Regions from separate parts of the Mus musculus genome. Here all the other regions are linked to region 2. Evidence: chromatin contacts called from public promoter capture Hi-C data. All regions are on one chromosome and are shown on one strand. The core of a region is the stretch at or near the end of the contact, and the rest is flanking DNA. Distances in the headings are between cores, read along the strand shown. Region 1 holds the start of Nusap1 (nucleolar and spindle associated protein 1). Region 2 holds the start of Cdan1 (congenital dyserythropoietic anemia, type I (human)). Region 3 holds the start of Ndufaf1 (NADH:ubiquinone oxidoreductase complex assembly factor 1). Region 4 holds the start of Chac1 (ChaC, cation transport regulator 1). Region 5 holds the start of Exd1 (exonuclease 3'-5' domain containing 1). Region 6 holds the start of Ctdspl2 (CTD (carboxy-terminal domain, RNA polymerase II, polypeptide A) small phosphatase like 2).

What was found. Promoter capture Hi-C pulls out the DNA fragments that hold promoters and counts their contacts.
Region 1: a promoter capture Hi-C map of liver shows a contact between it and region 2, with 5 times the contacts expected there. The contact joins the promoter of Nusap1 here to the promoter of Cdan1 in region 2. A contact is called at or near these places in 5 of 39 promoter capture datasets (the C10 cell line, hippocampal neurons, liver and 1 more), 1 of 115 datasets of contacts at active chromatin or transcription factors (astrocytes) and 1 of 9 other capture datasets (liver).
Region 3: a contact with region 2 is called in a promoter capture Hi-C map of liver, with 5 times the contacts expected there. The contact joins the promoter of Ndufaf1 here to the promoter of Cdan1 in region 2. A contact is called at or near these places in 4 of 39 promoter capture datasets (the 3T3-L1 cell line, hippocampal neurons and liver), 2 of 484 Hi-C or Micro-C datasets (nephron progenitors and regulatory T cells) and 1 of 9 other capture datasets (liver).
Region 4: a contact with region 2 is called in a promoter capture Hi-C map of liver, with 4 times the contacts expected there. The contact joins the promoter of Chac1 here to the promoter of Cdan1 in region 2. A contact is called at or near these places in 2 of 39 promoter capture datasets (both in liver).
Region 5: a promoter capture Hi-C map of liver shows a contact between it and region 2, with 4 times the contacts expected there. The contact joins the promoter of Exd1 here to the promoter of Cdan1 in region 2. A contact is called at or near these places in 4 of 39 promoter capture datasets (hippocampal neurons, liver and pre-B cells), 2 of 115 datasets of contacts at active chromatin or transcription factors (astrocytes and pancreatic cancer cells) and 1 of 9 other capture datasets (adipose tissue).
Region 6: a promoter capture Hi-C map of liver shows a contact between it and region 2, with 2.6 times the contacts expected there. The contact joins the promoter of Ctdspl2 here to the promoter of Cdan1 in region 2. A contact is called at or near these places in 2 of 39 promoter capture datasets (liver and pre-B cells) and 1 of 115 datasets of contacts at active chromatin or transcription factors (astrocytes).

What each region holds. Positions count from the first base shown.
Region 1 is chr2:119,616,273-119,620,962 of GRCm38.p6, forward strand. Nusap1 (nucleolar and spindle associated protein 1) reads left to right here and starts at 2,026. Exons shown (of 11, transcript NM_133851.3): 1 at 2,026-2,623. The coding sequence starts at 2,531. Oip5 (Opa interacting protein 5) reads right to left here and starts at 2,233. Exons shown (of 6, transcript NM_001042653.1): 1 at 1,886-2,233; 2 at 1,582-1,648. The coding sequence starts at 2,189.
Region 2 is chr2:120,729,312-120,733,847 of GRCm38.p6, forward strand. Cdan1 (congenital dyserythropoietic anemia, type I (human)) reads right to left here and starts at 2,206. Exons shown (of 28, transcript NM_026891.2): 1 at 2,101-2,206; 2 at 1,391-1,881; 3 at 988-1,194; 4 at 619-788; 5 at 378-491; 6 at 220-298. The coding sequence starts at 2,190. Ttbk2 (tau tubulin kinase 2) reads right to left here. Exons shown (of 16, transcript NM_001024856.2): 16 at 3,505-4,536.
Region 3 is chr2:119,659,424-119,664,144 of GRCm38.p6, forward strand. It overlaps Ndufaf1 (NADH:ubiquinone oxidoreductase complex assembly factor 1), which reads right to left and starts at 3,411. Exons shown (of 5, transcript NM_027175.4): 1 at 3,186-3,411; 2 at 579-1,236. The coding sequence starts at 1,160.
Region 4 is chr2:119,349,537-119,354,283 of GRCm38.p6, forward strand. It overlaps Chac1 (ChaC, cation transport regulator 1), which reads left to right and starts at 1,706. Exons shown (of 3, transcript NM_026929.4): 1 at 1,706-2,100; 2 at 2,821-2,856; 3 at 3,653-4,747. The coding sequence starts at 1,867. The coding sequence ends at 4,054.
Region 5 is chr2:119,544,859-119,549,388 of GRCm38.p6, forward strand. Exd1 (exonuclease 3'-5' domain containing 1) reads right to left here and starts at 2,769. Exons shown (of 13, transcript NM_172857.2): 1 at 2,149-2,769; 2 at 1,931-2,024. Chp1 (calcineurin-like EF hand protein 1) reads left to right here and starts at 2,849. Exons shown (of 7, transcript NM_019769.3): 1 at 2,849-3,059. The coding sequence starts at 2,993.
Region 6 is chr2:121,953,716-121,958,244 of GRCm38.p6, forward strand. It overlaps Ctdspl2 (CTD (carboxy-terminal domain, RNA polymerase II, polypeptide A) small phosphatase like 2), which reads left to right and starts at 2,286. Exons shown (of 13, transcript NM_212450.4): 1 at 2,286-2,902. Mageb3 (melanoma antigen, family B, 3) reads right to left here and starts at 2,377. Exons shown (of 1, transcript NM_008545.2): 1 at 56-2,377. The coding sequence starts at 1,504. The coding sequence ends at 512.

The DNA.
Region 1 (4,690 bases), core at 776-3,275, 1.1 Mb before region 2:
CTTCCTTAGAGGTAGCATCATGTAGCTTGCTGGGACACTGGATCATGAACACTGAAGGACTTAAGGCAGTTCTAATATATAAACAAATACAATTGTTTCACCATTTCCTTATATAGAACAATGTCAATTAAATTTTAACTTGTATTCATTATAATAGTCTGTCAGTCTGGAAGACAACAGGACATAATATCAGGCAGTGGAGTAGAATAAAGATTTTTCTCTACTCTCACTCATTTTCTTGAGTGCTGGGATTAAAGTCACCACCATGCCTGGCCAATGCTTTAAGTACCAATAGATTGTAATCCATAAAGACTTTTTGAAATAATTTACAGTAAGTGTTGTGCCACATACAATATAAACTAATAATCAATTACTGAGTTCAAAGACAGTAAAAAAGGTATTTCAAGACCACAAGGTTACTAGTAAACGTGACCATTTACCTCAGTCAGAATGCACACAAGCAGAGGAACACAGTGAGGAAGTCAGGCCTAGATTCATAGCTTAGCAGGGAATGGTGCCTGCAGCCAAGCTTGGCAACCCAAGTGTGATCCTGGGCCTGAACCCCTCAAAGGTATAGTCTCACCTTCATGTGTGCATCTCGGTATGTGACTACACACAATAAATAAATAAACAAACAAATAAATGTGATAAAACTGTTTTTAGATTATAACTTGGAACAGAAATCTAACTCTATTCTTGCATGCATTTTTCTTGATATAGGCAAACATTGTACTTCTGAGCTATAGCACATCTCCAAATCTGTAATTAAATTTTTGTTTGTTTGGTTTTTCAGACAGGATTTCTTTGTGTAGCCTTAGCTGTCCTGGAACTAGCTCTGTAGACCAGGCTGTCCCTGCATTCACAGAGATCCTCCTGCCTCTGCCTCCCTAGTCCTGGGATTAAAAGTATGTGCTACCACCGCCAGGCTTATAATTAAAACTTTTAATCAGGCTTTTTAAAAAAGAGGTTGGCCAGGCGGTGGTGGCGCATGCCTTTAATCCCAGCACTTGGGAGGCAGAGGCAGGCAGATTTCTGAGTTCAAGTCCAGCCTGGTCTACAAAGTGAGTGCCAAGACAGCCAGGACTATACAGAGAAACCCTGTCTCAAAAACAAAAAAAACAAAAAAAAGAGGTTGGGTGCAGGTTCCCATGCTTGTGATCCCAGCACTTGCAGGCAGAGGCAGAATTGTAAATTCAAGGAAAGACCTTTATTACCAATATCAAAAGTAAAATAATTTGTAACTATATCAAAAATGTCACTTCAGGGCCAGTGAAATGACTCGGTGGGTAAAGGTATTTGCTACCAACCCTGAGAAATTATAACTAATAACTAATAACTAATAACTAATAGTCCTAGTTCTCTCACAGACCTTAAAACCTACATCCAACTTTAACTTTCACCAATGCCATGTTTATATGATTCAAACCGGTAAAGAGTTTACAACTCAAACATACTCTATGGAGAGCGTAAACATGTCACAAGACAAAGTTTCTTTCTTGTTTACAACAGTTACATACTCTTCACTGTCATTAAATCGGGAAATATATAGAGAGCGCCACCTCAGGAATTCTCCACACGTACCTGGACTTGAGAAAACCTTCTATGCCAACCAAAAAGGGCTCTAACAAAACGACGTTGTTTGTGACTTCTGGAAGACAAAACGGTTTTGAGAAGAAATACCTGCCAGCAGATTCATCTGCCCATAAAACTTAACAAAATGGGTGGGGCTCAGCCAAGGGCGCTGGGTTAGCTCAGGCGACGGCCTGGGTTTGAAGCCCAACTCGGGAAAACAAAACAAACCCCTCCCTCCCCTGGGCAGTACTGTCCCCCATTCCTCATCTGCCTCTGGTCTATCTTCCTCACAAACTACCCTCGCCTCACTCACTGGAGAAGGCCAGGGCGCCGAGGGACCGCGACAGGTCCCAGGCGAGGTGCAGGGTGTCGCCGAGCACCGCGTAGCACCGCGCGCAATGAAACACGGCACATCTCTCCGGCTCCAACCACGCAGGCAGCCGCAGGTCGACAGGTGACGCCTTCACCTTAGACTCGGAGGACCCGAGAGGGGAGAACCCTTCCACCACCTGAGTGTCCCACTCCATGGAGGAGGTAAGAGAAAAAGGTGTATCACAAGAGTCACGACGTGACTGGGTCTCCAAGAAGCGAAGACTGCGGCGCGAGAGAGTCGCCATATTTCTTTGAAGCGCGCGCCTCTTTCTCGCACGCTCCAAGTCCCGCCCACCTGTCTCCCTGCGTCTTCATTGGACAATGTTCCTGAAAGACACGCTCTCAATACGCTCAGCGCCAGCATATTGGTATAGTTTGCGGAATAGCGGTCTTCAGCCAATCACGCTACTGGCCCGCATCGGAAACCCCACCCTCGAGGCAGTTCAACCAATGAACTTACAGCAGTCTTAATTTAAACTCCATATATAAGTCGGCTTGTCAACGTCTTGGGTGGCGCCAGTTTTGAGCCGCTCTGTTTTGAGTTGTGTGGCTGTTTTTCTGGGAATCACCGAGATTGCAGAACGCGATGACCGTCCCCTCTGCAGAGGAGCTGGACTCCTTTAAGTACAGCGACCTGCAAAATTTAGCCAAAAGGCTGGGCCTCCGGGCTAACATGAAGGTACCGTGCTGGCTGGCGGTGCGGGCAGTTGGGTGGGCGGGGTAGAAGAGACCAGGGATTTGGGGGACAGGGCGCGAAGTGACTGAGAGGAAACCCCCGAGGGACGTTATTTTGGGAGGAGTAGGTAGGTTTTGTTCACAGTGACTGGAATTTGTTAAACGAAAGAAAAGCCGAGGCTGTTACTCTAGTTGGAGGCTTTTTTTATTATATTTGGAGAACTTATAAAGACTTTTTGTTTTTTGGTTTGGTTTGGTTTTGGTTTTTCAAGACAGGGCTTCTCTGTGTAGCCCTGGCTGTCCTGGAACTCACTCTGTAGACCAGGCTGGCCTCAAACTCGGAAATCCACCTGCCTCTGCCTCCCAAGTGCTGGGATTAAAGGCATGCGCCACCACTGCCCAGCTCTTATAAAGACTTCTTAATGGAAATGCTAATACTTCCTGGTACCAAATGGGAAACGAAGGCCCATAGGACGTAATCAGTGTAATTTCCATGCCAGTTATTAGGCAGTTGAAGAAAAACTACTTTAAACGACTTCTTCTGAAAAACTCTACTTACTGTTCAGTAAACTATGACACTACCTTCACTCTCGTGAACCTTTAATGGGATGCCTGTCCACCGTGATCTAGTATGATTGTCCATACATTAATCACTATTGTGATGGTGGTCTTTTTCAAAACCGATAAGGTCTTTGAATTCTGAGTTTGCAAGGTGTTCAGAGAAAATGTGGGGATTCATTGTGAGATTGGACTTGCTATATTGAAGCTTGCCCACATGTATATACCAGAGATTTGTACAGCAAACTGCTATTTGCACTAAATCTCTAATTAGTTGTCATAAATGTTTTTAAATGGTTTAAATAGAATAATGTGGCCATAGGTACACCTTTTATCTGGCTGAACGGCACTGAAGAGTACTTAGAAATGTTTCTGAGTTTAGTGCTTAATGGCTCCCCAACTTATTGTCTAAAGCTTAGTCCTTCAGGTTTTTGCTATCTTCTCCTCTTCCTCCTCCCCCCCCCTTTTTTTTTAATGAAATAAAGTCTCATTATACTGCCTGGGCTATCCTGGAAAACAGTATATAGCTTTGAGTAGCCTGAAACTTATGCTGAGACTATATATGGGCTTGTACCTCCACCGATGGCCTGACTGTAATTGTTTATCAGACTACACCTGTTGCCTCTGCATCTCAGCTGCTCAGATGAGCACCCTGTCCTACCTCAGTTAAGTAGTTTGGGGTTTGCTTCATAGCCCCTGCTGTGTTCTTTATTTCTAGCTCACTTGGTATTTTATAAACTCTTTTCCCATTAGTCCACTGGGAGCTTCCAACAGAAGGCTTGCCTGCTTTGTTCACCAGTCTCTCTAGCTCCTAGCACAGTGCTCTGCACAATGTAAGAACAGTTAGTTCTTCCATCAATGATTAATGCTGATGAATAACACTTGAGCTTTCAGGCAACTTGAGCTTCATCCCATTTTATTTGACCTGCTAAATGTCTTCATTTGTTTCTATCTCAGACACCTCCCTTCTCATTGTTGCATCCTTGGTGAGATAGTATGTTAAGAAACCATGTCCTAGTCAGGCAGTGAGATAGATGGCTCACGGGATAAAGGTGTTTGATACACAAGCCTGGTATTTTGACCCACATAATGGAAGAAGAGAATTAACTGTACAAAACTGTCCACTGAACTCCACACCTGCACTATGGCACACACACACAAACACACTCACTCACTCACTATAAATAAGAATTTGCATCTATCTGGGCATGGTGGCACCGCCTTTAATACCAGCACTAGCGAGAAAAGGCAGAGATAGGTGGATCTCTGTGATTTTGAAGCCAATTTGGTCTACATAGTGAGTTCCAGAACTACCAGGGTCACAAAGTAAGATACAGTTTGAAACAAAAGAAAGAGAAAGAAAAGAAATTGTGGGCTGGTGAGATGGCTCAGTGGGTAAGAGCACCCGACTGCTCTTCCAAAGGTCCGGAGTTCAAATCCCAGCAACCACATGGTGGCTCACAACCATCCGTAACGAGATCTGACGCCCTCTTCTGGTGTGTCTGAAGACAAC
Region 2 (4,536 bases), core at 956-3,455:
GGATTCAAGGCCAGCAAGGGCTACATAGTATCACCCTGACTCAAAAACTAAACCAAACAAAACAAAACAAAAAAACCAAACCAACCACAATCTCCTCCCCCTCAACAAAAGGTTACAGGTAAGGTCTAGGGCAACTGTATCTATTAAGCAAAGGCATGCACATCCCACACGGCTAGAAACAGACATATAAGACTCAAATGTCACAGCTAGAAAACTCACTGAAACTGATGCTCCAAAACTTGCACTGCAAAGAAGACGCAATCATGGATGCTACGAAACAGGGGAGTGTCCAGGGAATCTAGGTCAACAACAAACCGTTAGTTAAGAACTGTCCCACCTGCAAACATCATTTCTCAAAGTGAGACTTGCTTACTGACCTAGGGCACCCTGACTTGATTCCAGGTCACTGTCCTTGGTGGCCACCATTCTCCGAGCAGTAAGGAGCTGAAGGACGAAGAAAAGCTCCAAGAAAAGGTTTGGTACTAGGTTCTCTGTTTATAAAGAGAAATGCCATACCATCGTACCACTGACAAGCAGGCCAAGGCTCTGCGCCTCCTCTACTCTCTTACTCTGTAGTTTGCAAGCATATCCACCGCAGCCCCCTTTGCGCTCACTCACCAGCAATGCAGGAGGAGTAGATAAGGGCTACCAGCTCCAGGCGCTGTCGAGAAGACACTCTGGCCGGGTCGGCAGGCTCTGCGGTGAGGTTTCCTGTCCTGCTGGGAACCGGAGACCCCGATTCTGGGATGGGAGAGGCTGGGGTAGGTGACTGCTGGAGTTGCTTGGTGCTATGTGAACAGGAGGAGATGTCATGATTAATCAGCCTGGCTTTACCAGCGACATTCACATTCAGGTTCTGCCAGAGAAGACATCAACAGCCCAAGAAGCAAACCCAGAATCCCGAAGGGAGAAATCAAGTTCAGGAAAAATCCCTGCAAGTCCCGCATAAGGAGGAAGTTGACATCCCAGGTGGCGGCAAAGCCATACCGCGCCTTCCTGAGCATCTCCCGCTCCTCTTGCAGACTTCTGCACCCTGGGGGAAGGCCAAGGCCCCAAGGGCTAGTGTCCAGGGTTGAGGGTTGGGAACTGGGGACACAGCTGATTGGGGGTGAGGTGAAGCAGGTCTTGGGCTTGGACAGTGACCGCTCTTCGCTCACCGGAGTTGGGTTGATCCTTCGAGAAGGCTTCGTTCTGCTGAGAGTAGTCACAGTTTTTTGTTTTTTTCCAATTTTCTATCTTCAAGCATCATTCCATCCATAACAGTTGGGCCCCTTTTAAACCCTCCCCCATTGTGGTTTCTTCACCCTCAACCTTCTAACCATCGCGCACTCTACTGTGGGGCACCAAGCTCGGCTTTAGCGAACATCTTGCAATAAGGACCGATTCTCACCCTGCAGAGCCCGGAGGAACGGTGCCTACGGGAGGGAACTCCTCCAAGTTGCTGAGGTTTGGCGGATCAGAGAGCGACAGTCTGGGGCTGCCAGGGCTGCCTGAGCCCTTAGGCTTCCGGCCTCCGGCCCAAGGCGGGCTCTCGCCACTCGCCCCCTCCTCCGCGGCCCCGGAGCCCCGACCGCCTCGTTCGCGGGACGGCCCCGGTCCCGGACCCCGCCTGCGGCCCGCACGGCGGGCCAGAGGTGCCTCGGCGGCGGCGCTGAGGGGCTCGGCTGCAGGGAAAAGCTGGCTGCGCGCCCCACGGCCACCCCGTGCCGGGGCCCCCTGCCTCGCTGGCAAGGCTGCCGAGGCGACTGGGGTCTTGGCGGGGGTTGAGGGGCCCTGCGGGAGGACCCGGCTGCTCTGCTCCCTCAGGAAGTTCAGCAGGAACGGCACGAATTCCTTCCGCAGAGGCCGAAGTGCGCTCAGAGCGGCCACCTCGGAGCTATCCTGAGGAAGAAGCAGAGGTCGCGGGGCGAGAGCGTCAGCTGACAGCGCGGGCCGTCAGCGGCTGAGGCCGCAGGGTGGGCGGCCCGGCAGCGGCGCGCAGAGGAGCGAGCGCCCTTGGCGCGGGCCGTCAGGCAGGGCAGGCTGGGAGAAGGGACTGAAGCATCATCCCCCGCGGGAAGCACATTCCAGGCAGGCTTGAGGGCGTGTCCGCACTGTTACCTCCGAACTCGGGGTGCTGCGCGCGATCCACCGCACGGCGGCTGCGACCGGCACCTCTTCGCGCAGCAGCGACTCTAAAACGGCCGCCATCCCTGTGCAGGCGCTCTGAGGCTACTGAGCAGGCGCACTCGCGCCACGGGCAGCCGGGAGGGGCGGAGCCGGCGACCGGGATCGACCGTTGGACGACGGGGCGGGTCCTTGAGGGGTGGGGCTCTGGCGGCCCGGGAAGATCTGCCCAGCCAGCCAGGCCTGCAGGGCGGCGAGGCGCCTTTCTCTGATTTCCTGGCCCCTGGAGCAATGTGATAAGATGAACTGCCTGAGGAGACCCGGGTCTGAAAGAGGGACCAGACAGGAAAAGTGACCAACTCTAAGAGACCAGCCTATGAGACCAGACACCTGTCATAAGCACAGCCTTAGACCATGACTGTAGAGCTTTTTGAGTCACTCCCTCCTCAACCAAAATAAAGTGAGTAACCTTGTGTTTTGACCTTTTTGTTTTTTCTGAGACATGATTTCTCTGTATAGCCTGGCCACTCTGTAGACCAGGCTGACTTCGACCTCATAGATTATCTTGCCTTTGCTTCCGGAGTGCTGGGATTAAAGGGGTGCGCCCGGCCTACTTAGCTCCCCACCCCTTCCCCTCTTTTACTCAAAAGGCTGACTCTTTACCATTGGCCAACTTTTTCATCAACTGACAATTGAGGACAGAGTTCATGCTGAGGCATGTTATAAAATCATCAAATGTCCATCAGACTTGTATTGAATCCCTTACGTATTGTATTAAAGAGTTTACAGCAGGGGAATATCTCAACTTCTTTTACTTGAGAGGTCAGGATTCATGATTAGCTTCTGGAAGAGTATGGCATTCCTAGACACACTCCCCCGACCCTCCTCCACACACACTGGCTGGTTAACCCTCTGGCTACACTTCCTGTCAGGTCCCTTATTTTGAAAAATATAATAGGCTTTCGGATGATACTCCTTAGTAAAAGGAAAGAAAAAAAAATCAAGATATAGGATCTATAGTTTCCTCCAAAACAAAGTAGCAGTGTATTGGCCCTGTGTTCCTCTCATTCAAAGGAAGACCACTTGGTGATAGGCAGTAGATGGAGCAGGAATCCCTCTAGCATACTGCCAAGGAGAAGAAAAGGGAGTTTTGAAAACTTAATTCTGTGCTGGATTTAGTGGATGCTTGCAATCCCAGTGCTTGGCAGGCAGAGACAGAAGAATATCAAAGTCAGCTTGAACACGCACGTCAGACCCCTGAACCCTGGTGTTCACCTAGCGTCTAAGTTAGCCAAAATGGCCTTCTCTTGGTTGTCTGTCACTTCTGTAACACTTTAGTAGTTTAGGAAATAGTTTTCACTTTTTGAAATCCAAACCATCACACAAATAGCACTAAAGTTTGCATGCGGACTGAATGTTTTATTACTAGATTATAAAAATAAAATACAAAATAATTTTAAAACAGAACTTAAAACACTGTACAAAGCTTTAATATGGTACAAATGAGAAAATTAAATAAATAATTACACTTTTATGTACAGATGGCCTATACAAAAGCACTGCATGTTTTTCAATACTCTATGCCCATGGTTGCCTGAGCAAAAACACATAAAGGGAAGATGCTTGAAGGAGAAAGGATACAATGTAACACATTGAAAAGAACTTCAAAGAGCAATTTCGCATCTCATTAAGAGGAGGACAGCAGAACATTGACTTATTTCTCTTGTTCAGTAAGAGAATTCGGGTTATGACTAAGTTTGATAACATTTGCCAGTAATAATTTATGAACTCATTATATCTAATACAAAATGAGATGTGCCTCCTTTTCTGAAAAACTTGGAATCTGTAAATAAATGATCTGATTAAATAGATGCCATTTAGGAAAGGTGTCAAAGGAGAATGAGAACTGTGCATCAGGGAACAGCAAAGTGGCTCGAGCCCAGGCCATCAGATCTGTCTACTCATCCAATCCAACAATCCAATCTCTCTTACCTAAGATTTTGTTTCTGCCTTTCCCCTCCCCCCTATTTTGAGACAGGGTCTCATAGAGCCTAAGTTAGCTTCGAACTCATTATTCAGCTCATTATGTATGACCTTCAACTCCTGTTCCTGCCCTTACCTCTTCAATGTTGAGATTATAGGCATATACCACCAAAATCTAGGAAATCCAATCCAATTTCAAAGTCCTGAGTGGCCCAGTGCTACATTTCCTTTGTCTTAAAAAGAAGATCTATTTCCTATATTTTAATTTCTTAATTATCTTAGAGAACTAATTTCATTGATTTATAGTTTAATAAAACTGTTTTTAGCCAGGCATGGTGGCTCACACCTTTTTATCTCAGCACTCTGGAGGCAGAGGTAGGTAGGTCTGGAGTTTAAGGCCAGCCTAATCTACAGAGCAAGTTCCAGCTCAGGGCTACACTGAAAAAA
Region 3 (4,721 bases), core at 2,161-4,660, 1.1 Mb before region 2:
ACACATCACAGATGCAGAGAAGTAACAACAGATGTGTTACACAGCCATTAGACATACATGTGCAACTGTTACTCCTAGGTGCACAGTGCCACACGCAGATTCCTACCTATGTACTGGAGACCCAAGCTCGGGCCCTCAAGCTTAAATGGCAGAGACGTTACTCACTGGACCATCTCTGCAACCCACAGCAAAATAATGTCAACTATGAATATAAGTACCAGATGTGGTGGCACACCCCTGTAGCATCAGGAGTTCAAGGTCATCCTCAGCTATAGTTAGCTCAAGGCCAGCCTGAGCTGCATGAGAGACCCTGCCTTAAAACCAAGAATAAAGGCTACAAGGTGACTCTAGTCCAAGCTGGAGATGCCAATCTCCCGGGATACCTTTCAAAGTCCATCTTCTCTGGATTCTCAGATGCACCACTCTTCTCAAACCCAAAGTAATGCCCCCTTTTACACTAAGGCCAAGCAGTTACATACCTCCTTATAAGGCAAAACAGATGTGTTCACTTACAGAAGAGCAAGTGTCAGTTACAGCTCCCGCTACAATCAAAGTCACTGAGAACAGGCCACACCTACCCGTGGAATCCTGGAGATCATGGCACAGTATCCACTTTGTCTACTGTCCCCATCCTGAGGAGGCTCAGAGCTCAGAGTTCCATAAAGCAGGGCACTTCGGTTGTTCTTGCTCATTTTCAAGAATATTTCACTTCTACCTCCAATTGTCTTATCAGAAGTCACTATCCACTTATCCAAATCTTCTTTTTCACGAAACTGCCAGACAACCCTGGCTTGTTCCATTATGACCTCTTGTAATGGGCGGCCGTCTGGGCCTCTCAAATGAGCCACAATTTCATCCTTCAAACGTCTAAAATGTTCTATTGCTTCATCTCTAATTGCTTTATCAAAACTAACTTCAGGTGTCCTGTCAGGAGAAGGTGCATCCAAAGCAACTTCTTTGTGGTCATGTCCTTGTAAGCCCTCTTCAGTCTTTCCCTGCTGGGAGGCTCTGTCAACAGAAGTCACTTTTTTCTGAAGACTACTGGAAGAATAGTCTACACAGTGACTACCCACAAATGGAGGTAATGCAGCCCTTGGCCTCAGGAAATTTTTATGAATGTAAATGCCAGTCAGTAATTTGTGAATGGAAGACATTGCCATCGTAAGAAAAAAGTATTAAAATGTAAAAATTTGCCCGGGCTGAGAAAACAAGCTTCAACAATAAGCCCAATTCCACCTATAACAAAAGAAACACCAATTATCAGCAGAGCAATGAATAAATATATTACAAGTTCAAACTCAACATAGACCATGAATTATGACATTCATATTTTTCCCCAATTTACTCAACAGTGGCTTTATCAGAAGCAGAGTATTAATTGCAAAAAAAAAAAAAAAAGGTAAAGCCGGGCAGTGGTGGCTCAGGCCTTTAATCCCAGCACTTGGGAGGCAGAGGCAGGCAGATTTCTGAGTTCGAGGCCAGCCTGGTCTACAGAGTGAGTTCCAGGACAGCCAGGGCTACACAGAGAAACCCTGCCTTGAAAAACCAAAAAAGAGGGCTGGTGAGATGGCTCAGTGGATAAGAGCACCCAACTGCTCTTCTGAAGGTCCGGAGTTCAAATCCCAGCAATCACACGGTGGCTCACAACCATCTGTAACGAGATCTGACACCTCTTCTGGAGTATCTGAAGACAGCTACCGTGTACTTACATATAATAAATAATAAATATTAAAAAAAAAGAAAAAAGAAAAACCAAAAAAGAAAAGTACCAATATAGTGAAATTTGGTGACACATGCCTGTAACCCTAGCACTTGGAAGACAAAGGCAGGACAATCAGGAGTTTAAAGTCATCTTCAGCTACATAGCGAGTTCAAGGCCACTTGGCCTACAAGAGACCTGTCACTAAACAAAACTGCCATGATGAGAAATGCAGCCTTAGCTTCACAGAGCTGATGATCGACCCCAAATAATTCACGTGTGCCACAAGCTACCTTGAGAGGCTGTGTCAACTTTAAAGCAGATTTTCCTTGTGTTTTTAAAAATTATTTATTTTACCATAAAATATATTTATCATATATTTTACCCGCTGAGCCATCTCTCCAGCCCCCCCACCCCCCCACTGAAAGTATCTTAATGGTTGACTATTCAATGTTGTACGTCCAGGTCCCAGTATGAAGCTCAGTATCCTGAAAACTTATTATTTGTTGAACCAACAGCTTCATAATCCTTTATCTCTGTCACAAGCGTGAGGGTTTACATGCCTATATAATTCCCTCTAACAAGGGGCTTCTTAAACTTTATAGTCCCTTTAAATCATCTGGCAGTTTTGATAAAATGGGCTTCTAATAAAGTAGACACAGGCCTTGAATCAAAGTCTCCTTCCTCAACCTAAGTGTTAAGATTACAGACATTTGTTACCATGCCCAAATATATGCTGTACTTTTTCTTCTTTTTGATAAGGGTCCCATTTGACACAGGTTGGTCTTGAACTCCTGATCCTCCTGCCTCGACTCCCAGGTGATGGCCCATCAGCTCATGGAGAACACTTTTTAAATATCAAAGTCCCGGTAAGATTTGGGTGCACCCTACAAAACCCAGCACTTGGGAAGTAGGGAAACAAGGATCAGGAATTTAAGGTCATCTTCTGAAATGTAGAAAGTTCAAGGGTAAGGTGGACATTATGTGACCCCTTTTCGAAGAAAAAAAAGAAAGCAAAATTATAAAAAGACAAAAAATTTTGATAAGGAAAAGGACTTAAATAAGTAAGAAGGTAAAATGGTGGGATTATAAATAACATTATTTAACCCTGTTTTCCAAACATTCAGACGTCTTATTACTTTTCTAACAATACTACAACTTCGTGTTTTGTTTAATAATTTCTTACAAGAAACTCGGTCAAACTCAGTAACCGGGTGACGTCGGTCCGAAGCTAACTGTGAGTTTTTAATAAGATATTCACACCGCTCCTAGCAGTATGACTGTACTACTGAGTACAGAAACGACTGTTCAACCTAGGGCTTCCCATGTGCCAGCAACTATTCTCCGTGTGTTTTTACTGACTTCTCACGATAATCCTGACCCTGAGACAGGTACTTCTAGTATTATTCCAATTACAAAGACTAAAAAAAAGGAGATTCCACAATTAAATAATTATTCGAGGTCACACACCAGAGACCAAACTCACTCTGAAGACCAGGCGTTCACCTCTCGGCAGGCGCGGGGTTGGTCACGTCCCAGCCTCCTGAAGCTAGGCGCTCCCGAGGAGTGGCAGCCCCTCGACCCTCACCTCACCCGCCAGGACTCTTCCCGACCTCCTCGTCCCTGCAGTTCCCACCTATGAGAAGGTTCCGCTCACCTTCTCAGACCCCACATTCGGCTTCCCCCGAATAGTCCTTCTACTTTTCTCGCCCGGTTCGCCACGCTTCCGGTTGTGGTCCCGCTACTTTTCCTGTCCGACATCAAACTAGGTGTACAGTAAACAAGAGCTTCAGATAGTTCAAGAGTAACGGAAAGTATCCTAAAGCGTAAGACAACCGGAGGCTTCAGGTCCTCAAAATTCCCCAGCGGGGTCGCTTTCTGAAATGTCCTGTCATTTGTGAGCCAGCTCTTCGCTCAGCTTCTTGTACCCCGCCCCCGTATGTAAATACCAATCCTCTTTTAAACAGGATCTCTGCACTGCTATCGCCTCTTCACTTCTAGATGCCTGGCCGCTTGGGCCTCTTCTTCCCTGTAGTCCCTTGAGAACTGTCTGCTGCGTGACTTTAGAAAGCCACTTAACTGCCTTTGGAGAGCCACTGTACACCTAGATAGCTATCAATCCTGGCTTTCCTCAGTCGTGCCCCTATGTAATCCACACAACAGAGCTTGTGCACACTTCGATTAAAATGTTTTCCAACTTGGGGTTCACAACCTGTGTCCCAAGTCAGCCCCAATCACCCATCCTCAGTAGGCCAGTTAAAAGAGCCAAATTAAGAAGTAAAAGTAAGCCTGACATGGTAGTCCATACCTTTATTCCAGCTCTGGGGAAGCAGGGGTATTTGTATCTCTGGGAGTTCCAGGCCATAATTTCCTGGTAGCTATCTAAGTATAGGTATATAGGTATAAAGGTGTGTGTGTGTGTGTGTATGTGTGTGTGTGAGAGAGAGGGCGGGGGGGAGCACCACAGTCCCTCTAATCACGTTCAACTTTCATCCCATAGAAAGGTTGAGGCCCCTCACTCTTCCAATAAAACAGTCTCAGCCTTTTGAGTCTGTCTCTTCGCCTAATTTTTCTTATAAGAACTGTGAAAATCTGTTTCCCAGAGACAATTTGGGGGGTTGGTTGGTTGGTTGGTTTTTGCTTTTTCCTTTTCCTACTTAAGATTCCTTGGGAAGCTCCCATTTCTTTGAGGTTCGTTATTGAAATAATCTGATAGATTGAGAGACACAAAATGTCTCTTTAGAGTATCTTTATTTTTGTTAGGCTGGTTCCTGCACATATGTAAGTGCAACATGTGTACTTTGTTCCCTCGGGGGCCTGAAGGTATCAGAACCTATGAACTTAAAATTGTAGGCACCATGTGAATGCGGAGAACCAAACCCTGAAAGTGTTCTTAATCACGGACCCATCTTTCGAACCCTCATCAGCTGCTTTTTACCTCTACTTGGTGAAGCAGAAAATCAACTTGGGGCTTTGTTGTGGATTCTTGAGAAAAATAGGACCTTTAGTACGTTTCTCTCAT
Region 4 (4,747 bases), core at 456-2,955, 1.4 Mb before region 2:
CATGGTTTTGCTTTGTAGCCCATGCTGGCCCGATTCTCTAGGTCTCTATCCTCGGCCTCCTGAATGCTAGGCTTGAGAGTTTCTCTGTGAATCTCAGGCATGTATGTATAGTAATTCCAGGTCAGTCCAGCTAGAGGATAGTGGAAGAGAGAGAGAGAGAGAGAGAGAGAGAGAGAGAGAGAGAGAGAGGCAATTGTGTAGACACTTTTGGGATGGATCTCTTTTGGGATGGATCTACCCTGTGCATACAATTTTGAGTTAAATAAGGAGACTCACTGAGTTTCCACTTCCAGGGAGCTCACTCTTGTTTGTTCACCCTAGTGAAAGGCCTTCTGCTCTTTGTTTCCCTTTCCCAATGAGAGATGCCCAGAGAGGCTGCCTCTTGCTGCTGCCTAGGAAGCAAAACTCGACCTCTCCTCCATCCTGCAGTTTGGGGTGGCACTGGCTCCACCAGAGAGGGTGAGCTCTTGGGGAGACAGATCCTGAGACCTGCCAATGGTGACTGTTTTTTTTTTTTTTTCCCCTCTATTTTTTGAGACAGGGTTTCTCTGTGCAGCCCTGGCTGTCCTGGAACTCACTCTATAGACCAGGCTGGCCTGGAATTCAGAAATCCACCTACCTGCCTCTGCCTCCCAAGTGCTGGGATTAAAGGAGTGTGACACCACTACCTAGCCCAATGGTGACTCTTGCAGGGTTCAGGCAGAGAGGAACTTCCAAGGAGATGGCTGGTGCCTGGTTGCCCACGTCAGTGCCAGGGCCCATACCCACTGCCTGGCAAGAAGCTATGGGAAAAGGCTGCAGGTGCCCTTAGTCCTCTGTGCTGTCCTTAACCAACGTTTCTCCAAACTTTGGTACCTATGTAAATTGCCCACTGCTGCAAGATCTCAAGCTAGAGAGAATGAAACCCGTACCCATGGGGTGAAAGTGGCCTGGCATTCTTCTCTTTGTAGCTTTGTACCACAGGTACTAACAGTCATCCTCAATGTGACTACTCTGCCCAAGGCTGTCTAGTTTTGACTTTTCTTCTAACCCGCCTGAACTCAGGGGTCTCACATTTGGCCCGGGTGTAGCCGTCACGTGAGGCCTGCATGCTTGTGCCAACCAGTCTGACTCAACTACAGCCTTTGCAAAACCCCTTACCACCCCGTGACTCAGTTTCTCCAGCTGTTCACGTGGGCAACAGTATGAGGCACCAGAGTGGAATGCGGAGGGTGTCCAAAACAGCTTCTCTGCAGTGCGTGCTTTTAGGCGGGGCCCCAAAGGCAAGAATTCGTGCCGCCCAAAGTATTCCTACTGGTCGTGCCCTGCACTGGCCACTGCTTTGGGCGGCAATGATTCTGCCAGGTGCACCGGCTGGACTGCAGGGATGACACCGTTTAGACCACTGAGAGGGCCTTCCCGGGAGACGGCGGGTGCCCGCGCCCATTCTAAGGCCCGTTCCCGGTGCCAGCAGCCTGACGCAATCTGACTCGCCCTTGCTGCATGCCAGTTCTGGGGAAACCTTCCCTGCCGTTGCATCACTCCTGCCAGGTCTGCCACGGGAGGAGGAGCCGAACCAATCAGCACGCGCGTTGGCCCTGGGGCGGGCTGCTCTGGTACCCACTCGGAGGGCGGCGCGGTTAACCGAGAAGCAAAATCTAAAGGTGATTGGCCAGAAAGAGATTTGCCCCGCCCCAATCATAGGGACAGCTGGAGGCAGTCTGAGGGCCTTCCTGGCCGGAGGGTTTAAAGAGCGCCTCTGGAGGGACCACTCAGCTGGAACGACCGATCGGTGCCAGGCCAGGTGTACGCGTCCGTCGGTCCTTCCGTGCCCGTGCCGGAGACCAGTCTCGGAGGCCACCCGGGTCCGTCCCTGCGCCCGGCACCATGAAGCAGGAGTCCGCATCCCAGAGCACTCCGCCTCCTTCACTGTCCCCTGCACCATCATCCGCGCAGCCTTCCTGGGGGGATGGCGACCCCCAAGCCCTGTGGATTTTCGGGTACGGCTCCCTAGTGTGGAAGCCGGACTTTGCCTATAGTGACAGCCGTGTGGGCTTCGTTCGTGGCTATAGCCGACGGTTCTGGCAGGGAGACACCTTCCATAGGGGCAGCGACAAGATGGTGAGCATCCTTCTGTGCCCAGAGGAGTGGAGTGGGGTTGGCAGGAGAGTGGGCACTCGTATCCTGGAGTGGCAGGGACCCTGGGCTAACTAAGAGAAAATTGTAAACCTGGTTTGTGGTTTAAATTTGTGTGCCTGGAAATCAGGTTGGTGATTGCACCTGTGGATTCTTGTGCTGGTTACTAATCTGGGCCGCTCGTTGTTTGTCTCTTCCACATCTGCCCATCACTCCATGTCACTCGATGAAAGGTCCTCTCCCAGGCTTGGGGCTTAGGCTGGCACTCTTTCCTCCTCTTCCTTCTCTTCCTCTTCTTCCTTTCCCTCTTCCTCCTCTTCCTCTTCTCTTCCTCTCCCTCTTCCTCCTTGTTCTTCTCTTCCTCTTCCTCCTCCTCCTCCTTTTCCTCCTCCTCTTCTCCCCCCTCTTTTTCCCCCTCCTCCATCTTACCTATTTCTTGCTATGTGGCCTCAAACTTGTGACAAATCTCTCTCTCTGGTGCTGAAGTGCTGGAACTACAGGTTCAAGTCACAACAGGACTAAAGGTGTGTGTGTGTGTGTGTGTGTGTGTGTGTGTGTGTGTGTGTGTGTGTGTGTTGCTGGAGATTGAATCTAAGGTCTTGTGCATGACAGGCAAGCCCCCCATGTCAATAAGGTTCATTCATAGTCCTTTCGGAAGTGCTAATATCTAATTTGTCTTTTTCAAAACCTTTCTTCCCTGTCTAGCCTGGCCGAGTGGTGACCCTCCTTGAAGACCGTGAGGTAAGTGTGCAGTCAAGAAGAGAATCCTGGGGTCTGATGTATCAGGGTGCAGAGGGTCAGAGCTCTTGTGTGGGGAGAGTGGAAGTGTAGCTAGCTTACTCCATGCTTCTTGGAGAATCACTTGAGGGAGGGTCTTATTAAGATGGATTTCTGTGAGTTCAGAGTTATTCTTGGTTACATAATGAATCCTGGGTCAGACACCCTGTACTATATGAGACGTCTCAAAATAAACAAAACTCAAGGGAAATAGGGTGAAGGGTATTGCTTCTGGGTGGCTCAGCAGCCAGTCAAACACGTTAGTTTTTTTTTAAAGCTTCATGGAGAAATGGCTCAGGAGTCAGAAGCACCTTCTGCTTCTCCAAAGGGCCTGGATTTGATACCCAGCACCCACACAGTAACTCACAATCTGTAGCTCCAGTTCCAGGGAATCAGACTCTTCTGACTGACCACCAAGATCACAGGTCGCCAGGCACACACGTCCATACACATAAAACTTCAAAATTACATCTATTTGTACATGCACGCATGTGCACACGCTGTAGGTCAGATGTGGAAGCAAGACGACAAGATGGAAGTCGATTCTTTCCTCCGACCATTCATGTCCCAGGGATTGGACTTAGGTTATCTGATCATCAGGCATGGTAGCAACTACCTCTATCCCTTGAGACGTCTCCCCACCCCCTCCACCTCTTTTATAGAACATAGGTGTGGAATGTGTCTAGGGGAACATTCTAGAATGAACACAGGACCAGCATCAAGCTCTGTGACTGACTGGAGTGTCTCTGTTTTTCCCTAGGGCTGCACTTGGGGTGTGGCATACCAAGTTCGAGGGGAGCAGGTGAACGAGGCCCTGAAGTACCTGAATGTGAGGGAAGCCGTGCTTGGTGGCTATGACACTAAGGAAGTCACCTTTTATCCTCAAGACACCCCTGACCAACCCCTCACAGCACTGGCCTATGTGGCCACCCCACAGAACCCTGGCTACCTGGGCCCTGCTCCTGAAGAGGTCATTGCCACACAGATCCTTGCTTGCCGAGGCTTCTCTGGTCACAACCTTGAGTACTTATTGCGTTTGGCAGACTTCATGCAGCTCTGTGGGCCTCAGGCACAAGATGAGCACCTGGAAGCCATTGTGGACGCCGTAGGAACCCTGCTACCCTGCTCTTACCTACCTGAGCAGCCTCTGGCACTGACCTGAGGAGCCAAGCTCCTGCAAGAAGTGTCTGAGTGGTACTGGTGGACATCAGTATGCAGTACTTGAGATAGACTTGATGGAGCAAGAGAGAGTTGAGAAGGCATGCTGGGTGGCCAGGGGCTTTGTGTCTTATGCCCCGCCTGTCTGCTAGCCTTCAGCTCTTCCTTCATTGACCCTTACTCACTACTTGAACCTTTATTTATTGCACCATGTTGGTGTGGTGGGCAGGGCAGGTGGGGGACCTGCCCTGGATGTGGGCCCTGCAGTGCGGTGGCTCTGCCCTAGTCCTCTGGTATGTAACCAGAATCCCCCCATTGCTGCTGCCAATTCCACACCACCCAGGCCTCCGTAGCCCCAGGGACCCTCCAAGATCGTTGCTCCTCTGTCCACCCAGACTACCCCAGCCGTGGTAGTATCACCTGCCCATGTTCCGGGCCTTCTGGATGAGGGACAGCAGAGAAGGAGGCGAAGTAGCTCTTCAAGGGCCAAGGGTCAGCATCCCTCTTCATTGACGGGCCCGGGGCAGAGCCGGATCCTATGCACAGACACAGTTCCTGGGACTGGGCCTCTCCCCCATCCCTCTTTTTTCATTTCCTTATCCTTTTGTCTGTCTGCTTGTTTGTCTGGATCACTTCCTATAGACCCATTGGTCTGTTCCTGGAAAACACTACAGTCCTTGTCCATTCTCAGTTGACC
Region 5 (4,530 bases), core at 1,519-4,018, 1.2 Mb before region 2:
TTATAGTTCTTTTCCAGTGAAGGATTCCTGGGGTCTTGGGAACGCGAGGCAAGCATTTCCCTCAGTGAAACACGCCCCCTGCTATATCTATATACTTTAAGGTAGGATTCTTGCAGCATCCAGAAGCCAGTATACAGCTAAGCAAACAACAGAGTTCTTTCACTCCCTTCCATGCCTTTGAGACAAGGTTGGAGTCAAGACTGGGCCAACTACTCTGCACAGTACTAGGGTTACAGGTCTGTGTGCAGCCATGCCCAGCTTTCTAAGTGGGTGCTGGGATCTGACTTCAGGTTTCATGCTTGAGCAGCAAATCCCTCTTACACGGAGCCATTTCGACAGTTCTGTGACTTAGGTAGACTCACATCTGTCAGGCTAGAATTTCCAAAATTGAAAATGAATTCAAAGTGAAATGCTTGGGAAGTAAGTTAAAGATAGGCTAAATGGTTAACCCAGCAGTTAGGGTTGCTTTCTGCTCTTCCAGGGGACCTAAGTTTGGTATTTTCTAGCACCCACACTTGGTGGCTCAAGCCCTCTAACTCCAGCTGCAGGGGATCGGATGCCCTCTTCTAACCTCCACTGGTGAGAATATCTCACACACACACACACACCCCTACCTCTCACTTGAACACACAAATACTATTCTTAAAGGTTACAACAAATCAGGAAAAAAGAACATGCATAGCAAAGAATTTTTTGCTACTGTTTATATTTAGACAGGGTTTCCGCAAGTAGCCCTGGCTGGTCTGGAATGCCCTATCTAGATCATGTTGGCCTTGAAATTCAAAAGGTAACTTCTGCCTTTGCGTCCTCAGTGCTGCAATTATAGATTATCAGGTACCAGGTCTAACAGAGGGTTTAATTGAATATAGCCCTAAAGACAGATTAAAAATTAGGAAGGGGGTACTGGAGAGATGGCTCAGCGGTTAAGAGCACTGACTGTTCTTCCGAAGGCCCTGTGTTCAAATTCCAGCAACTACATGGTGGTTCACAACCATCTAGAATGAGATTTGACGCCCTCTTCTGAGTGTCTGAAGACAGCTGCAGTGTACTTACATATAATAAATAAATAAATCTTTAAAATAAATAAATAAAAATTAGGAAGGAAAAAAAGGTCAGGATGAAGAGATGAGCTTCCAGGCCAACTGAGAATGGGATTATGTATACATCTGACCTCAAGATTTCCATACCACAGTTATGATCTCAATGGGTAAGTTAACCAGGGATAATTAGGAAAACAACTGAGTCAGACTAGAAATTTAGTGGGCAGGGAGGCCTTGCAGGACTCAGCCCGAGTAACTTTGAAGCTAGTAGTCTAAGGTGAGTTGAGAAAGGTGCTACGATATCTAGGTAGTAAGCTGGTTCTAAACCAAGGAGTGAAGGGATCAGACTCGTGAAGCTACAGGAAAACTAAGGCTTCACTTGAGAGGGTGTACACTAACATGCAGCTTTCAGCTTTTTCATCAGCACAAACAAAATACCAGAAGAATAAAATGCACCTGGCTTTGATCCCAGCTCTTGGAAGGCAGAGGCAGGTGGATCTCTGTTAACTTAAAGACCAGCCTGATGTACATACTGAGTTCCAGATCAGCCAGGGCTACACAGAGAAACCCTGTCTCGAAAAACCAAAAAGAAAAAAAATTCGGATTTTTAAACCGTAAGCCAGCAGTTGTTAGGTGAAAGCAGGAAAGATGCAAGTTGAGCCCAGCCTAGGCAATATTGGGAAATCCTGTTTAAAGATTTGCCACTCATGGGAGAATTAGGAGTTTATGCTCAGGACAGCCTGAGCCTGTAAAACCCTTTCTAGAAGTGGAGAAATGATTCTCTTTTCCAGAAAAGCCCTGACTAGTCTTGGCCAGGCTTAAAAATCCTAATTTTTAAGACAAGAAAAAATCCAAATAAATAAACCGTGCTCGGTCACAATCTTTCTCACCTTCAGGGTCCTCTGTCCCCACAGCAAAGGAGTTTGAGAAATTCCGACCTTAATTCTAGTCAAATGGTGAGTTCCTTAAACTAACGAGGGACTACTGTTAAAAAAAAAAAAAATTCTGGGAGTTATCCCGGCACAGCTTTGACGCAAAAAAGTTCTCAACGCCAGCCACTGAAGCCGCAGAGCCGACCACGCCCTCGCCCTCCGGGTGAATTACTTGCCTCTTTCCGGAGGAGCCAATCAGCGCGCAGCCTCGAGCCCATTCCCAGCGCCCCCTGCGGCCGGGGTAGAGAGAGCAGAAAAGATGCTGCCAGGAGCCATGCAAACCCCAGGCGGCTCTCAGCGCCCCCTGCGGCCGGGGGGAGGAGCGCAGGAAAGATGCAGTCTCTAGGCGTGCTGGGCCACAGTGGCTGTGGACTCCCTATTCTTAGGACCAGGGGAGTGAGAGTGAGAGGAGAGGAGAGGAGAAAGGAGGGAGAAAAAGAGATAGAGAGATACAGAGAGATGGAGAGCGAGCAAGAAAGAGTGCACTGCACTACTCTGGGGATCCACCTTAGGGTTTTGTCCCTCGTTTCGTGGGTTTGGTTTCTCTCCTGAGTCTCCGTCACCTGTAGGGTGGGACTCCTGGTACCTGAGTCCTGTGAAAAACCTGCTGGCTACCCTAGTGAGTTTGCCTCTGGTTTGTTCGAACACAGTGGCGAGACCGCACTGCCCTTTTAAGTGCAGTCCCTAGCGCCACAGCGGTATCGCCGCTTTAAGTCCGGCGGCTGCCCTGGTTCCGCGGGGCGGGGCCTGCTTCCCTTCGGACTCCCGCAGCCTCCGGGCTGATTCATTCCGGGCTCGAGAGCCAAGCTTTGACGTTAGCGCCTGCGCAGGGCGCGGCCTCGCTCCCGATTGGCTGGTGTCGGGCCGCCCTCCCCCGCGCTCCACCCCTTGTTTCTCTCCCCGGGCCGCAAGAGAAACAGTGCCCTCTCCCTTCTTGACCCCTGGCCCTTCCCTCCCTCCTTCCCTTCTGCCGCTGCTGCTTCTGGCGCTGCCGCTCCCGGAGGAGCTCCCGTCACGGTGATGGGGTCTCGGGCCTCCACGTTATTGCGGGACGAAGAGCTCGAGGAGATCAAGAAGGAGACTGGCTGTGAGTTCGGGTTGGGGGTGGGAAGGCGGCCCGGCGCCTTCGGCTGGCCTCAGTACTGACAGCGGTCGTCGCTGAGGGCTTGATCTGGGGTGCGGTGACTTTGTTGGGATGGTCCCATGCAGCCTCCGGTGCTTTGGGTAACCGAAGGCTAGAATACCTGTACGTTCATCTGTAGCTTCTTGGAGCCGGGATGTGGTTCCTCCGGTGCTGTCTTGCTCAAAAGCCCGGAATCTCGAGCACAGACACCACCACTCCACTCTTGCCCGTGAAGGTCCGCGAATTTTCTTCCTTATGGTTCCTCCTACAGAAGCATCCTGAACAGTAGATAAAGTAGAAGCAAATCCAGGAAATGTGAATGGTTCCTGGAGAAAACGTTATACATCCTAATGAGGTTTCTGAGCAAGAGCTAAAACTACTAAAATCACACACAGGGAAAAACTCAACAAAGAAGATCATAGAGAAAGGCTTGTGACCAGGAACTGAAGACCTCTAAGCAATCAAGAGTCCAAAAACCCGAGTGAGGCTTTTAAATCTGAATCGTTGGAGAAAAGCCACGGGTATAGTGGTCAAGGTTTAAAGACACAGTGAAGACATTTGTCCTATTTTTATATATATTGATATCTGCTGTGTTGCTGTACTTTATGCAATTGATATTGAAATTGGATGTACTCCAAAATCTGTGAATTTGTACCAGAAACATACATACTCTAGTTTCTTCCTTGTTAACCTGAACAAAGGAGCAACAGGGCTTTGGGAATTGAGAAGCACAGAAAACACCTCCATACCTTTGAAAGGCCCTTGGTAGTGTATGATACAATTGTATGGCTACAATGCTTTCTCAGTGATCCTTTGCGGCTCTCTTTGATTTTCGTAAGCCATGTCTTCATGGTACCTGTCTTTGATGATAATGTGAGCAAATAACCCAGTGGCAGATCGTGCCAAGGAGTACAGGGAACTACGGAATTCTCCAGGAATGAGTCCTTGGGTAAATGACAAGTTGTTCTGGCTGTCTGACAAGTTAAACTTTCTAGAGTATTCAGGTTGAAAGAGATGTGGTCTAGCCCCACCCCCTGTCAGGTTGCTTTGCTTTTAATCCCTTACTAATATGTGGCCAATTTTGAGTGAATGACAGAGAATACTTAGCTTTTTATAGAGTTTGGCCAGTCACGCTTAAGGATTCCATGAGTAAAAATGCACACAGTTGGATTTAGCAAGCTTTTACCTCTGACCCTACTTGTAAATGTAATGACTTCTCTCTGATTATGTTTAAAGCCCAGAGTCACGTCATGGGGAAGTATAGTGAGTATGGAGCAAGCTATTGTTTTGTTTTCTTTTGTTTTTTGATACAAGATCTTACCTTGTAGCCCAGACTTGCTTAGAATTCACTACATAAACTGGGCCTGGTGGTGTCCATACCTTTAATCCCAACACTCCAAAGGGAGCAGAATTTGAGATCAGCCTGATCTACATA
Region 6 (4,529 bases), core at 1,036-3,535, 1.2 Mb after region 2:
CTAATTCAGTTATATCCTTTTAAAAACGGCACGTTTTCAATCAGCATTTTTTTTTGAGTAAAGTCATCAAATCCAACTTTATTTCACTTAGCATTATACAAAAAAGAAAAAAGTATACAGCAATCACACTCATAAAATTTTCAAAACTAACAATATAAACTTTCCCACTTCACTGTTGTTTCACCACTGTATGATATCACATTGCCATGACAATCCCTTCTCCAATGCAATGTTACACAATGTTTTAGTAAAAACTAATGTTTTCCAGTTTGTTGCAAATAACAAAACAAGTCCTAACCTGACAAGTGACAGTTACTTCTGTATGCAGTTAACAAAAAGCATGGCACAAAGCACTGTTTAGTTAAACAAACATTAGAAAAGTAACAAAAATAGCCTCCATTCTACTAATGTATAACAGGCCAAGAATGGATGCATGCTGGTTCTGGTAGGCTATGAACTCTCTACTGATTAGGACCCTGACTGTTTTTCAAACACAACAGAACAGACTCAACTACACATTAGAGGACTTTTGGGATGGGGCCTTGGAATGAACACCCTTGCCTTGAACTCTACTTCTTGGCACCCCTCCTGCCTGATCTCTAAGAGCCAACTGGTAGAGATTAGGGAAGGCACTAGGGACTGTGCCATTGACTTTAGCTAAAACTTTCAGGACTTTCATCTTGGTTGTTTCAGCATGGGCTCTGGGTCCCCACAGGAACTCATAGCTTGGGGGATCACTGCCAGGTACCTGGCGGTACTCCAGGTAATTTTCCTGCACTACATCTCTTATAAACTCCTCAGGCTCGCCAAAGATCAAGTGCTTCTTCCCAGCATATACCCCCACTCCATGCAGAAATTGCCAGACCTCTTGCTCAGTGGCACGGTTACCCTTCATGAAGATCACACCTAGGACAGACATTAGGAGACCTGTCCTAGGCAACCCCCAGTTACTACTCAAACTTCCCTCAGTGGAAAGACCCAGTTTGCCCACCAGCAAATAGGAATGAGTGCTGGGATCAATTTCCTTCAACTCAAGACCAAAGACCAATTCTAGGCGTGCAGAAGTTCTCCTGAGGATCTCAGGGAATTGCTCCTTATACTTCTTGTTAACTACTGCCAGCATTTCACTTCTTGTAACTGCTTCTTTCATCTTAAATTTATCTAGCAGGAATTCTATCAGCACACTAGCCTTCCTCATGATAGGATCTTTCAGTGTGTGCTGAATGGAAGTCCCTGCCTGGGTGCCATCTGAACTTTTTGTATCAGGCAGGACAGTAGCATTTCTACCACCTATACCAGAGCCTGTGCAGGATACACCTGCACCAAAAGATCCAGGGTTTTTCACACCCTGAGGAGCAGAACCACCAGGGAAGCTGGACCCAGCACTCAGGTCAACAGGAGAAGACCCTGCTTCCTCTGCAGTGGGCTGAACTACTTGAACCTCCCTGCGTGACTGCTGTCGTTTAGCACGGGAGCGGCTCTTACTCTTTTGACCCCTAGGCATGTTGACTGTGCTCAGGACTGAAGTAGAAGAGCTGACAGGCAGGAATCAGGACTTCCGAACTCGTGGATCAAGCTCTTTTCTGCAAACCCTAGGATTGTTCTCTTCAGACTGGCGTCCAAGCCTCTCCTGTCTCAATCAGCATTTCTTATAGAATAATGAGATCAGCTTGGAATTTCAGTCAAAAGTGCTATCTAGACCAGTGTTTCTCAACTTGTGGGTTGCAACCCTTAAGAGGTCAAACCACAGGTTGAATAAGATCATGGGAAAACATATTTGCATTCCGATTCATGACACTAGCAAAATTACAGCCATGAAGTAACAACAAAGATAATTTTATGGTTGGTGGGGTCATCATACATGAGGAACTCTATTAAAAGCGTTTCAGCATCAAGAAGATTAAGAATCATCCAGATTCTAGATGGAGCCCACAGTCGTGTGTGAAAACCCATTTGAAAGACTCGAGTTTTAAGCGTACAGGATCACTGCCCACATCGCGAGGAAGGGAAGGGTTAAGAGTCTCCTTCATAGGTCCAAGGGCAACAGGGGCTCCCGCTAGCAAAGTGACCTAGGAAGAGAACCTCGGGGACACTCCGCGAACCTCCGAAAGCACCGGGACCAGGCTGGGTCTGGCCATCGGGAGCGCAAGGCACTGGCTCCCGCTCCAGCGCGCCAAGCCGTTAGCACCGCCCCTTCCCGCCGGCTCCACCCACCGCCGCCTAGTCGCTAACCCTGGCCGCTGGGTGCGCGGCGCGTTCTTAAACCCCGCCTCCCAGGCCAGGGCGCGCTCTCCTTGTCGCCCGGCTCTAGGCGGTTCCGTTAGCGGCGGGAGGGAAAACCGCCCCCGGCGTCCCCGCCTCCGCTGCTAACGCTTTCCTCCCTACTCCCCCTGCGACCACCCCGCAGCCCGCTACGGAGGCCCCCGAAGTACAAACGTCCCCCACGCTCCGAGCCCCATCGGAGGCTGAGTCCAGTCTAACTCCTCGGGCCCTAAGCTCATTTTTTTTTCATTGTTTTTTGTTGTTGTTGTTTCTTGTTTTTCTTTTGGTCAGGAATTCGCTCTGGTGAGTTCCCTAAGGCGGCAGAAACTTCAGCCTCTTCACGGTAGTAAAAGTTGGTTTCCCCTCCCCCGCTGCCGCCCAGGCCTCCCGCATTCCTTCCCTCCCGCCTCTCCGGATCGGGGCGGGCGGGGGAGGAGGGAGCCAGAGCGCCTGCGCAGGGAGGCCGCTTTCCATCCGGGTCCCTGTCCGTGCGGTGCAGCAGGTCGGTAGGCGGGAAATGGCGACTGGCTGAAGGAGCTGGTTCTGTTGCTGCTGAGGGATAAGCGGGAAAGACACCACCTATTGCGCAGTCGGGACCATCGCCGGAGCCCGAAGACACTTTTCTGTCGTCACAGTGAAGGTAATTCCCTTGGTCCAGACGCTGCCGTTGCTCCGAAGCTCAGTCCTCTCTCAGGGCCGTCTGCCGGGATCTCCTCCCCTTCTCTAGCCGAGCCCTCAGCGGTTCCAGCAACGTCCGTAGGCATGCACTGTTGGCGCCTTGTACGTCCACTGTCGTGGAAGCTGCTCTGGCTTGGACTTTCCCCAGGGAACGGCCAGGGAGCTCACTTCCCGCCAGCTTCAGCTCTTAGGCTGCGGCCTGTGTTGTGATTTCTGGGGTTAGATTTCACTTTGCTACCCACCCCCAACCCCATCTCACGTTCCCAGTCTCTGACCCCGTGGACCCGATAGCTAATTAAGTTAGATTGCCTTTTCGAACCTTCTTGTGGGCCCACGTAATGTTTTTGGTATTTCATTCTTGTAGGGTGCATTAGGGGGGCGTTGCTCTCTCTACTTGAGCTCTTACAGACATCCTTTGAGAATCTGGAAAGAGGTTCTTGGAGCTTCTGTCGTTTTCTGTACTGCTAAAATGTTGAGTTGACATTACTACTTTTTAAAGTCAAGTGTGGTAGTAAAAACCAGCGTGTGTAGGAGGCCTCTGATTTCCGTAGTGGTTAGTTAAGGGTGAATCTTAATTCTATTTAGCATGTTGTTTACGTTGGGTAAGTCCGTATGAGTTTACCTTTGCGTTCTTGACCAGGATTCTGTGATAAATAATTGCATAAATAAATAGTGTTTATTTACTTCTCGCCCTAGTGGTAGCTGGATGTGTGAATGACGTTAGGCACTCTCAGAGTACCTCGGAGAAACCTACTGAGATACTGCCAGGAAACTACCCTAAGCTCCTGACATGAGTATTCTTAGATGCTACTCCAAGGCAAGGCAGGGAGTGTTATCTTTCTCATGCTACTAAGACAATACCAAGATTACGGTTACATCCATATACAAATTAGTGCCTTGAAATGATAGGCTTATCTACATGTTTTAGATTGTAGATTGCCTGTTACTTTGATTCATGAAATGCCAAGCTACACATTTGTGTTTGTGGTCCAGCAATTATCTCTATAAAAGCAGTGACATGGCATGTGGAAGCTAGTTTTTACTGGCTTTTGTTTTGATTTTTCTTTTTTTAATAGAGTTTCTCAATTTTTTTTCAATGGTTTGGTCATGTCGAGTTTGGGGCATTATAGGTGTTTTCTCCCCTGGAATAAAACGGAAGATTAAAACATGGCTTATATTACATATTAGTTAATGTTTCTCACTCAGTAGCCTTCTGCTTCATAGGTGCAGCCTAAAGTACTTCACTTGCTGTTCACATGTTAGGATTAAATTTCAGTAATAAGCAGGCACATGCAAACATTATAGTTTTTATTTGAAAGACTTAGCCCAAGGTCATAAAGAAAGTCAAGGTAAACATAGCTCTTATATGAAGTAGATTTAGGAGTGACCTGGGCCTCACTGCTCTTTCCTCACTGCTGCTTGATTTCGGGGTTTGGGGAGTGAAAGTTTAGACAGCCTGAGTCCTTGTTGAGTCATTTCATTTTAAAATGGGACCAATTATGTTACTCAGAAGAATTGGGATAAATTATGTCTGGTGCAGGCTTTCTCTGTGTTTTAACAATGTTTTAGGGGTAGGTTTTTTGATAAAA